2 separate regions of the Ovis aries genome follow, and region 2 is linked to region 1. Evidence: chromatin contacts called from public Hi-C data. All regions are on one chromosome and are shown on one strand. The core of a region is the stretch at or near the end of the contact, and the rest is flanking DNA. Distances in the headings are between cores, read along the strand shown.

Region 1 (5,402 bases), core at 2,413-4,912:
TAAAAGGTAGAGAATCTGCCTGCAACGCAGGAGACCCGGGTTTGATCCCTGGGTTGGGAAGATCCCCTGGAGGAGGAAATGGCAGCCCACTCCAGTCTTCTTGCCTGGAGAATCCCGTGGACAGAGGAGCCTGGCGGGCTACAGTCCATGGAATCACCGAGTCAGACACAACTGAGTGACTAATACCCTCTACTCTCTTTCCTCTGCCAAAGATAAGCGCCGTAGATGGGGAATCAGGAAACTGTGGCCTGTGGGGCGCACCTGGCCGCTTGTTTGTTGAATAAAGTTTTATTGGGACACAGCCGTGCTCATTTGCTTCCAGACTGTCTGTGGATGCTTTCCCATTTTAAAAAGCCCCACAGTTGGGTGGCTATAAAAGAGACCGAATGCCTTCAAATATTTGCTTTCTACACCGTTACTCAAAGTGTCCCAACTCATCAAAGACATCTCTATGACATTTATTTACTCCCTCATTCACTTGCTCAGTAAACACCAACTCCCTTAAAGGCACCGTGAGAAATGTGGAGATGAAGAAAGCGGGGGAGGGTGCGGGAGGGGACGGGCAGACACAGACTGGAGTAAACGGGCCAGACACCCCGCGGCCCTGCCGTGCGGCACAGAGAGCGGCCTGCGCTACCGGGGATAAGCCATAACGGAAAGGATATGGGAAAGAATGCACATCCCTGTGAGCCTGATACATTGCCGAATATCAGAAATTAACACGAGGCTGTAAATACACTGTAGTTGAAATGAATTTTTTAAAACCTGTTGAACGGCAGTGAGGGAGAACAGGCATTTCGCGTCTCTTTCCCAGCCTCATAGGAAATGGAGTGAGCAGTGCTCTTCATCAGAGTCAATGCTCTCCTACTCTTGGTTAGCTAAGTGATTTTATAACAAAGGGTGTTAGATTTTATAATTTTTTTGCATCTCTTGAAATAGCTGTATAATTTTTCTTTTATTCTAGTAAATGGCAAATTAGAATGGTTGATATTTTAAAATCAGTCACTTCAGTTAATCTTGTATATTTTTGGAATAAATAAACTCAGTTTTGAGAATTTTTATTTTTTAAAAGAAAAGAAAACAGTCCTCAATGTCCAGGAACTTTCCACGTATCAGAGACAAGTCATGAACTCAAATTGCCACCTCCTGCAGCACACACACACTAGACAAGAAAGGACTAAGCTTCCGCGTGGCTGAGACGGCGAGCCCCTGCGGGAAGGAAGGGAAGGACAGCGCTCTGCGACCGCGGCCCCCTCTGATTTCCCCGCAGGAACTTCGTGAGAAGGAAGGGTCGCTTCCTTCCTGGAATTTTATAAGTCGTTGTATCCGAAGGGTGGAAATGATTTAGGGTAGTACTTCGTGTCCAGATTTCTTTACCTGGATGTGTATTTCTTCTGGAACTATGGGGATAAATCGTATTTCTAGAAAAATGTTAAAGACTGGAAGGAAGGCTTCCTTCTTCAGAGTGGGAAGACAGAGGGCATTTTCCTTTATCCCTATTCCCTGAAGAAGGTTTTATTAAATGGCCTGGGTCTCTAAGACCCCTCAAATATGAGACGGGTTAAAAACAAGGAAGAGTTGTAGACCCCCGGCCGTGACCAAGCATGACTCATGACTTAGAATGCCAGAGCCAACAGGCGTGAAGGGAGCTTTGGCTGAAGGTTCCAGGCGGATGCCACCTCACCCGGGAAGGTTCCGTGTGGGAAGCCTTCCCGAATCCTCCAGTTGGGATTTTATTTTTATTTATTTGTGTTTGGTTGTGCTGGGTGTCCGTTGCTGGACGCAGGCTTTCTCTCGTTTCGGTGAGTGAGGGCTGCTCTCTACTTGCCACGCGTGGCTGCCCTTGTTGGGGAGCACGGCCTCCAGGCACACGGCTCAGCTGCCTCTTGGCGCGTGGACTTTTCTGGGAGCAGGGATCGAGCTGTCCCCTCTCCACCAGGGAGGCCTCCAGCTGGGATTAGTGTCTGCCTCTTCACCTGTGACTTACTTGAGGGCAAGGTTCCCTTTGTCATGTCTGCGTCACCAAGAGCACCCACTATTTCAGTTTCCCAAATACCTATTGAATTAGTGTGGGTTGAAAGCCCCCTGACGCTGTGTATTCAAAATCTAGGTGGCTGATTTTGGTTAAAGAACCCCAGAATTTCAGCTTTATCTAAAAATGAAACAAGTGAGAATCTTTCCATTCCGCTGCCATCAGAGGATGAAAATGTTGGTTAAACTGTGATCACCCATTCTCTGCATTCGTAACAATTAAGCCACGAGGGTAAGTGCAGCTGATTTAGGTTAGAACACAGCCCTGGGACATTCCACCCCTGAAATCACGGTATTTTGACTGATAAAGTGAGTATGTGCAGTGAGAAAGGTCCTGAAAGAAAGTGATACTGGACCCCATCAGGTCATTTTAATCTCTGGAAGTGCCAAGCCAAAATATTTCACATTTGCTCCCTCTGAATCAGAGGACCCCTGAAGTTAACACCCCGCTCACCCGCCTCCTGGCTCCGCCTTCCCGTTACCAAGGAGCCCAGGACCCGTTTTCTCAGTAACCGGGGTGCCAATCGACCCCGGGGTGTCCCCGGGGAAAGACCGGAAGACCAACACATGTTCTGGAAGCTCAGCTTGCTCGTCCCTCCCCCCTCCCCACCCCAAGCCCTCAGAGGAGAACCCAGCCCTTGTGCAGGATCACACTTGAGGGCATTTAATGGGCAGACAGGCAAGGTCACTGCAGAGGCACGCCGTGCTGCCTTCCATCAAAACCGTCGGAGACAGCACAGACTCTCCTGCCTCCTTTAAGGCCCACCGTGCCTTTATGAATGGGCCTGCTTCTCATTCGCTCTCCCTGTCGGTACCAGGGGTCGGGGCATTGCCTCCAAAACGGGGAGAGAACGCCGGGCATGCACACGAGAGCTGGCGGCACGCAGAATCGTGCCAGCCGGTCGTCGCCGACCCGCCTCCTCACGGTCCCCCGGGGGTTCTGCCTGAGCTTTTCTGATCTGTAGCAATCCCTTTGAAGGCCTACCAACGCTCAGGTGAGATGAAATGACTGATTACCCTGAAGTTCTGTCTGCACTGGAGTCTTTCTGAGCGGCTGCCGATTCCGGCCCGTTGCAAGCATTCGGTGGCTTGAATCCACGGTTTCTGCCCACATCACCGCATTCCTGGGATGCCTTTCTCTGGGCCTTCGCAAGATCATCTGACAGCCGCCTGTGAGGTCAATGAACTTTATACATAATTAAGCCTTGGCAGTTAGGAGAATTAATTTTTTTTTCTCCCCCAAAAGCGGAGAAACAGGACGCGTTATGTGGCCCTCCAGTTACTGAGTAAAAGTTCTCCAGAGTCATCAGGCTGGTCTCACATGATTTAATGCTGAACCGAATACGAGAGTGCCTGCATCCTCTACTGGGCCCCACGGAACACTCACCACCCACACTGTTTATTCAGACTCGGATCTGGGCCATTTGGGGTTTAAGCCAGAAGAAAGGGGGAAAAAATCCAACCCTGGAATGAACGCTTTTGAAACTCTGTATTCTTGATGAAACGCAGCCAAGGAGTCTTTAAAAAATTCTATTTAAAATCAATTACTGGGATCATATTTTCATTACAATGGATTGTTAGCAACAACTAATTTTCGTGTTTCCATCCAACTCTGGGCTCTAGGCTGGGGCTGGAATAGTCGCTCTGTTTTCCTGGGTATCTGATGCCACCACCCAGCTATGCATGGGTATTGGGCAACTCTGACCAGCAGCTTTCCATAAAACAACAAGGAAAGGTGTGAGGAGGCAAGGAATCGCATGAAAACAAGCCTGGAGGAGTGCAGCAAGCGTGCTCCCCGGGGGAGGGGCGGGGGGGGGAAAATACTACCGGAGAGAGAGAGAAAGCAAGGGCAGGACCGGCTACCCTGGGGACTCGGACACCAGCACCGCCGCTCAGGACTGCAAAGATGCCGTCTCGGATGGGTCAGGCCTCCAGAGAGGATTCTGGAAGCTGCCTGGGTTACCCACCCTGCTCTGTGGCAGCTCGCACCGTCGGGAGATGCTTACTTCTTTGCAGCCTGCCCTGTGCACGTGTGCTGCTTTTGGGGCGGCGGGGCGCCGGGCGCGCGTCGCTCTGAGGGCGGGCGGGGCCTGCGAGTTGCTGCTTCTGGAAGCTACGATGGGATCGCCGCATCCACAGCGGTCCCAGGGCCCGAGGGTGCGGCTGCACCGTGGGCAGCGTGGAGCAGCCTTACCGAGACTGCAGACAGCAGTGCCGTTGCCGCCTCCCGGGCGTTGCGTGTGTCACCAGGAGGGGACGTCGCGGCCGCGTGGCCAGGAATGAGCCTCACACCCACGTGCCAGCGTTAAGGACCACTCTTGGATTTTAAGAGGTCCTGTTTTTAAGGAAAAACTCTTGAAAACCGGGAAGGACTCTAGAATTTCCCTGGCCTCAAGATGGTGGCTCAGCCCCGCAGTTTCTTGGAAGAGCAGGGGCTGAAGGTCAGCGCGGGGGTCACCGCTGGACCCGGGCGGCCGGCCCGCTGGAGGCCCGGGGCCGAGGGACGTCCTCCGAGAGGCCTGAGGTCACCGTTCTCACTTCCCCCGGCCCCTTCGCTTCCTCGGCAGATGCGCCGGGGACAGCAGCAGCCCCGCGAGGGAGTTCCAGACTCATTGAGAAGTCGTCAGATGACCGGGGCAGCGCGGCTCCTTCCCTTTTTTAATCAGGTTATGTCATCGCCCTGCTCGGGCTGCGGTTTGTTCCAGGGGGAAGAGGTGGCCTTCCCCTTCATCCGCCCACCCTCCTTTGCACCAGGTTCCAGTTCCCTGTGTGGGTCAATCACTGGATGAGTGGGGTGAGCGCTGCGATCTCACGGTGAGGGATTTGAGCCCACAGACTCCGAAGCCCTGTGCCCACCACGCCCGGCCCGCCTCTCATCCCCTGTGCAGTGATCACTTGCCTTAGGGCCCCTCGGAGCCCATGGTAACGTCTAGGCAAGAGGACGAGTGGGTTGCCATTTCCCTCTCCAGGGAATGTTCCCGACCCAGGGATCCAACGAGTCTCCTGCATCGGTGTAGATGCAGACATGGGTTTGGGGGTCGCACGGGACAGACACTGACCCCTAGATGTTGCTGACTTGTTCCCAGCTTACACTTCCAGAACCATGTATGATAGTTCTTGCTGACACTACCTTCTCCAAAGCTGGGCACCATCAGCCTTTTACGTTTTGCTAATGAAATAGGTTCAAGGACATCTTGTTGTGGTGTTGAATCATGCTTCCTGGTGTCTGTTGATTTATGCTTCTCTTTCTCACGGTTTTGGCCATTTGGGTTTCTTTTTCTGTGTGTTTCCAGTTCATAGATTTTGCTCATCTTTTTGTAGTGGGTTGCTTTTTTTTCCTTACAGATTATCAAGCATTTGTTATGCATCCT
Region 2 (5,627 bases), core at 452-2,951, 88 kb before region 1:
GTAGGCCGCCAGGCCCGTCCGTCCATGGAGTTCTCCAGGCGAGAATACTGGCGTGGGTGACCATTCCCTTTTCCATGGGATCTGCCTGACCTAGGGGTGGAGCCCTGGTCTCCCTGCATCGCAGGCAGACCCTTTACCGCCTGAGCCACCAGGGAAGCCCAGTTAACTAAGCCGCGGTGCTATTAGTAAACGTTTTCCCGGCGCTCCGTCAAAGACTTTTAGAAATAAAAATACGCGCATGCGACTTGTCTGCCCTCTGTGCTCTTTTTCCGGAGGCCATTTGTACTGATGAACTTTAAAAATGTTTACGTATATGAAATGTATACGTATGACTGTGTATAAAAGCATTAAAACTGTGCGCACATGGTGTCTATGTAGGCTGGTGTATGTGTAGGTAACTCGACAAGGTGCGGGCGTCTAGAGCTGAGTGCTGGACGACCGCGGAGGCCTTTAGAAACCCACCCGCCCCGACTGCGGGGCTGCGGGCCTGAAAGTGCCCGGTAGCCCCCGCGGCTCCTAACCCAGGGCCGGAATGGTTGGGAGCGAGGAAAAAAGAATCTGCCTGCGATGCCGGAGAGCTGGGTTCGATCCCTGGGTCAGGGAGATCCCCTGGAGAAGGGACAGCCTTGTTGCCCGGAGAATCCCACGGACAGGGGAGCCCGCGGGCCGCAGTCCCCGGGGCCGCGGAGCCCCCCGCCACCACTCGCCCCGGACAGCGCTCGGCCGCCCGGGCCGGCCGGCCGCGAGCCCCGGGAGCCGCGTCCAGCCTGGGCCCGGGTGCGGTCTCCGAAGCGCGCGCTCTGCGTGGACAGCCAGGAAGCAGCTGCAAGGCAGCGCGAGGCTCGCGGCTGCCCTCGCGGAGGCGCGCGCGGCGTGGCCTCTCCTCTCGGGGGCCGGCGCCGAGGCCCCCGCCCGGGGTCAGCATCGGCCGAGGGTGGACCCCGCGTGCGGGACGCGCGCTCACGCCACGCGCGCGCCCGCGCCGAGGAAGGGGCGCCGCGGCTCCCGGCGCCCGTTTTCTCGGGGTCCCCCCCGCCCCCCGCCCCGCGCCTCCGCCGCCCGGCAGCCGCCCCCCCGCCGCGGGCGGTTCCCCGGGCGCCCCCGGCCCCTCGCGGGCCCCGGAGACCCCGAGCGCGCGCCCGGCCGCCGCAGGCCCGAGGAGGCCCCTCGCCGCCGCCCGCGCCGCCCGCGCCCCCCACCCCGGCCGGGCGCGCGGCGCGGGCCCCCCGAGCCCCCGGCCCCGCGGCCCCCGCCCGCAGAGCCCCCGGCGGGGCGCGCTCCGCGCCGGCCGCGGCGCCTTTAACCCGGCCGGGGGGGGCGGCTCCGGGGAGGGCCCGTCCTTTCTTCTTTTTTTGAATGAACCGTGTGACGCACGCACAGGAAACCGGGCGGTTCGAGCGGAGAATGAAGTCAGAGGCCGGGCCCCCCGCGCCGCCCCCTTCCTCCCGCCGCCCCGCCCCGCGCCCGGTCCCCCCGCCGCCGCGAAGGTGCGGGCGCCGGGCCCCCCCCGGGCGGCGTCCTCGGCCGGAGCGCGCGGCGCGGGGGCGGGGAGAGGGTGCGCGGCCCGGAGGCGGGGTGCGCCGGTGGGGTGCAGCGGAAGAGGGGTCCGGGGGGGGAGAACTTCGGAGCAGTCATCCCTTTTTAGGAAAAGAGGGGAAAAAAAAAAAAAATAAAGCCCTCCCCCGCCAGCGCCGCCTCCCACCCTCGCGGCACCACACACAGCGCGGGCTCCTCGCGCTCGGCACCGCGGGGCCGGCGCGGCCAGCCTGCGTCTATCGGCAGCTCTTCGGAAAATGCCTTGGCCGTTCGGAGTTTGATCCGGAGAGGATCCCCGCCCGCGTCCGCCGCTCGCCCGCCGGCTCCGGCCCGGTGTTTTCTCCCCGGGGAGGCGTGAGGCGGCCCCGCGGACACAGACCCATGTGTGTGCCCGCGCGTGTGTGCGCGCGTGAAAATTGCCGAGAAGGGGAAAAATCACAGGACTTCTGCAAATACCGACTGAGAAATGGTAATTCATCCGCCGCCGCCGCTGCCTTCCGTTTGCTCGTGCTCTTGAGATCTCCGGTTGGGATTCCTACAGATTGACATTTCTGTGAAGAAGTCTAGGAATCAAACTGGAAATTCTCCTAAATTTTTGCACCCCCCTCCCCCAACTCCTGATTCATTGGGAAGTTTTCAGAGCAGCTCTAACTGGAGAGTTCTGAAGATTGATGGAATCTTTTTGCCTTTTCATTTGTTTTCACAAAAAAGGAAACTTCACAGAGGATCATGCTGTCCTTGAAAAATACCAGTAAGTTCTTTGCACAGGAAATTGGTTTAATGTAACTGTCAGTGGGAACCTTTGCGATTTTCACTTTAAGTGCATTGGAGTAAGTTTAAATTTCCAGGCAGTGTAATATATTCTTCTCAGCGTGTAACTTGTAGTGTGTGTGTGCCCTGCTTTCAACCAGCGTGCAGAGGGAAACGCACCTGATTTTGACTGATTAGTTTTTTTAACCTTTCAGCATCACGGAGGAGGTGGACTGATATTAACAGTAATTAATAATGTGCCTCATGAAATAAAGATCCGAAGGGGATTTAAGTAAAAATTTCCAGGATCTCATGCCAAGAGGGAAACACCAGAATCAAGTGTTCCGCGTGGTTGAAGACACCCCCTCTTCCAGGAATGCAAAGCACACCCAATGAAATAGCTGGGTTGTAACTCTTCCCCCCATCTGCGGGGCCGTGGGGCGGGCAGCGGGGGGCGAGAGGTGCTGCGGGGGCCCGGCTGCCCTCCCGCGGCGGAAGGATGGCGCACGCGGGGGGCACAGGCTACGATAACCGCGAGATCGTGATGAAGTACATCCACTACAAGCTGTCGCAGCGGGGCTACGAGTGGGAAGCCGGAGCCGCGGGCGCCGCGCCCCCCGGGGCCGCCCCCGCGCCGGGCATCCTGTCCTCGCAGCCCGGCCGCGCGCCCGCGCCCTCCAGGACCTCCCCGCCGCCGCCCCCGGCCGCCGCCGCCGGGCCTGCGCCCAGCCCGGTGCCACCTGTGGTCCACCTGACCCTGCGCCAGGCCGGCGATGACTTCTCTCGGCGCTACCGCCGCGACTTCGCCGAGATGTCCAGCCAGCTGCACCTGACGCCCTTCACCGCGAGGGGACGCTTCGCCACGGTGGTGGAGGAGCTCTTCAGGGACGGGGTGAACTGGGGGCGCATCGTGGCCTTCTTTGAGTTCGGAGGGGTCATGTGTGTGGAGAGCGTCAACCGGGAGATGTCGCCCCTGGTGGACAGCATCGCCCTGTGGATGACCGAGTACCTGAACCGGCACCTGCACGCCTGGATCCAGGACAACGGAGGCTGGGTAGGTGCTCGTCTGGGTGTGAGCCTGAGCCGGCGGTCCGAGTGGCGGGGTGTGGCTGGGCCCAGGGTCAAGGGCAGGCCAGTGGAGTGGAGCCAGGTGTGTGGTCTCCCTTTCTCTTCCCCTGCAGAGAGCTCTCCCTGCCGGCCCCACCGCGATCACTCCTTCCCCGGAGACATTGCTTCCCTTGCGCCAGCTACTGAGGTCCAAAGATCCAGCCTTTGCTGCTCAGTAGAATTTGGGGATAAAGGGCATCCCTTCGAGGTTACTGAAACTGGGAGTCCAGGGATCCCCATGATCACGGTACCTGGTGGAGTAGCTTATTGAAAAGGAGCATTTCAGGGACAACTCATAAGCTGGATGCCAGGCTGAGTCCTGACTCTCTGCATCAGAAATGAGCTCCCCTGGGGGGGTGGGGGTGGGGGTTCTGCTTTGTCCTAAAATTTGAAAACCACTGATTAGAAGAGCAGACTCCTCTAGAGGCCCAGGAGCCTGCCTTCTCTGACTCACTTGGTAAAATCTACCCAAAGAGGAAAACCAGTGTAGCCCCTTTCCCTAGAAAACCTGGATGATTGTGAAAAGGTTAAGTTGACTTCCAGAGTCTGTTGACACTGACCTCCAATGTGTGCCGCGTTCATAGTGGGCATGACCTTGTGTCTTGAAGAACCCTAGGCTGTGGGCGTTTGTTTCATCACTGACGGGTTTCGCGTTGGCCGCCTGTCTTGTATTCTATTTCTATAACTTGTGTATGATTTAGAAGTTCACTGGAATTTTTAGTGTATTTTATTTTCCACCCTAACCTACAATGCACATCGTTTGGTGGGATCCTCTGTGGGGCAAACTTGCGTCCAGAGTATCTATATAAAGATAGAAGAATTGATTCTTAGCTGTGGATTCTCATGCTGTGACTTTAGTTGAAGTGATTGATGCTTGTATTTTTGAAGAACATCTGTGAGCTGTGTTGTTTTTTTTCCTGGTACTGTTGTGCTAGACGGAGCCTCCGTCACGGCACCATAAAGCTCTTTCTGTGAGCGTGATTCTCTGGGGGAGGGGCACAGCTCATAAGACTGAAGAAGTGTCACTGACATCTACACCTCATATCTGAAATGATCAATTTGTGAAAAAGTGAAAGAGGAATAACTCTGGTTCAAGGTTTTGCAGACTTTTTGTTTTAATCTGAAGAGCTGTCCTGAAAAAGGATGCCATTCAGTGGTTCCTTTTACAGTCGCCAGGAGGATTACTGCTATTACTGTCTTATAGGACCCAACAGGAGCAAAATCCTTAGAAGGCACTACACGTGGGTTCGATTTCAAGAAGCACATTACATAGTTTACAAAGTGTGCACGTACGAGGGGCTGAAAAGAGAAAACCCAAGGAAAGTAGATGCTCCGCGTGACCAAAGCTGGCAAAGCCCTGATGCCGTGTTTAGTGTTTAAGAGTGAAAATCCGCATTCAACCCCTAAAATTTATTAATAAATGCTTTTTGTGAATTGTTTCTTTGAGATACCATATTATCAGATCTTTAGTAATTCTGGAAGAGTTCTGTAGAAGGTGTAAGGAGTATTTTTGTTAAATGTTTGATTAAGTAGCTGGTTTTGTTTGTAACCACTATAACCAAACAGATAGGGACTTCCAGACACCAAAAGGATCATTTTGAGACCAAAGTAAAAGTAACTGAACAGTTTGACTATTACATAACTTTTGTGAAAAAATATTAAAAAATTTTTCTTTCCAGTTGAAAGGAAGCCAAGGTGGTAACTGTCCTGTGTCAAGTAATGCATAAAAAGAGGGGAAATGGAGACGTATGCTTATGATAGAAATTAAGGTGTAATCTTGATCTTTGTTGTAAAGTTGTGGTACATTGACATCTCATACAATTGAATTTTCTTTTTAAGTGAAGGCCTGCTCTTTCCTCCTTTCAAAATAGACTTTTCTTGGTAGAGCCTGTCTTTGTGGTCAACAGGTATCTGAGGTTGATAAATGTAGAGGCTGCATTTTATGATGCCAAACCACAGTGACGTCCCATAGAACATGATAAACTTTTTCTTGACAAAACCTCGTATAGTAAAAATAAATCATATAGAAGCACAGATTGCTGATGGTGAAATGTGTAGCGTGCAGGACAACATAGAGATGGATGACCAAATAGGAAAACAAAGGACTTTGGCAGAAAAAAGTGGGAGGAAATGCCGTCATAAATGGGCACCTTGGAATAATAAAAGAGGTGGTAGTATTTGAGAAGTGTATTTGGGGGACTGATTTACATGTCCTTTCCAAAGATGCATTATGA

Evidence for each region. Hi-C and Micro-C count contacts between places; a contact is called where the count stands out from the background.
Region 2: a Hi-C map of mesenteric adipose tissue shows a contact between it and region 1, with 2.0 times the contacts expected there. The contact joins the promoter of BCL2 here to the enhancer-like site in region 1. A contact is called at or near these places in 3 of 16 Hi-C or Micro-C datasets (blood, mesenteric adipose tissue and retroperitoneal adipose tissue).

The regions. Positions count from the first base shown.
Region 1 is chr23:61,812,036-61,817,437 of ARS-UI_Ramb_v3.0, reverse strand. All of the region lies in intron 1 of BCL2 (BCL2 apoptosis regulator), which reads left to right. Among named protein-coding and RNA genes, the nearest start is that of BCL2, 87 kb to the left of the region's middle. Within about 2 kb of position 3,662, at least 16 of the 54 cell types and tissues checked have an H3K27ac peak or open chromatin away from gene starts, as enhancers often do.
Region 2 is chr23:61,898,117-61,903,743 of ARS-UI_Ramb_v3.0, reverse strand. It overlaps BCL2 (BCL2 apoptosis regulator), which reads left to right and starts at 1,701. Exons shown (of 2, transcript XM_012103831.5): 1 at 1,701-3,340. The coding sequence starts at 2,786.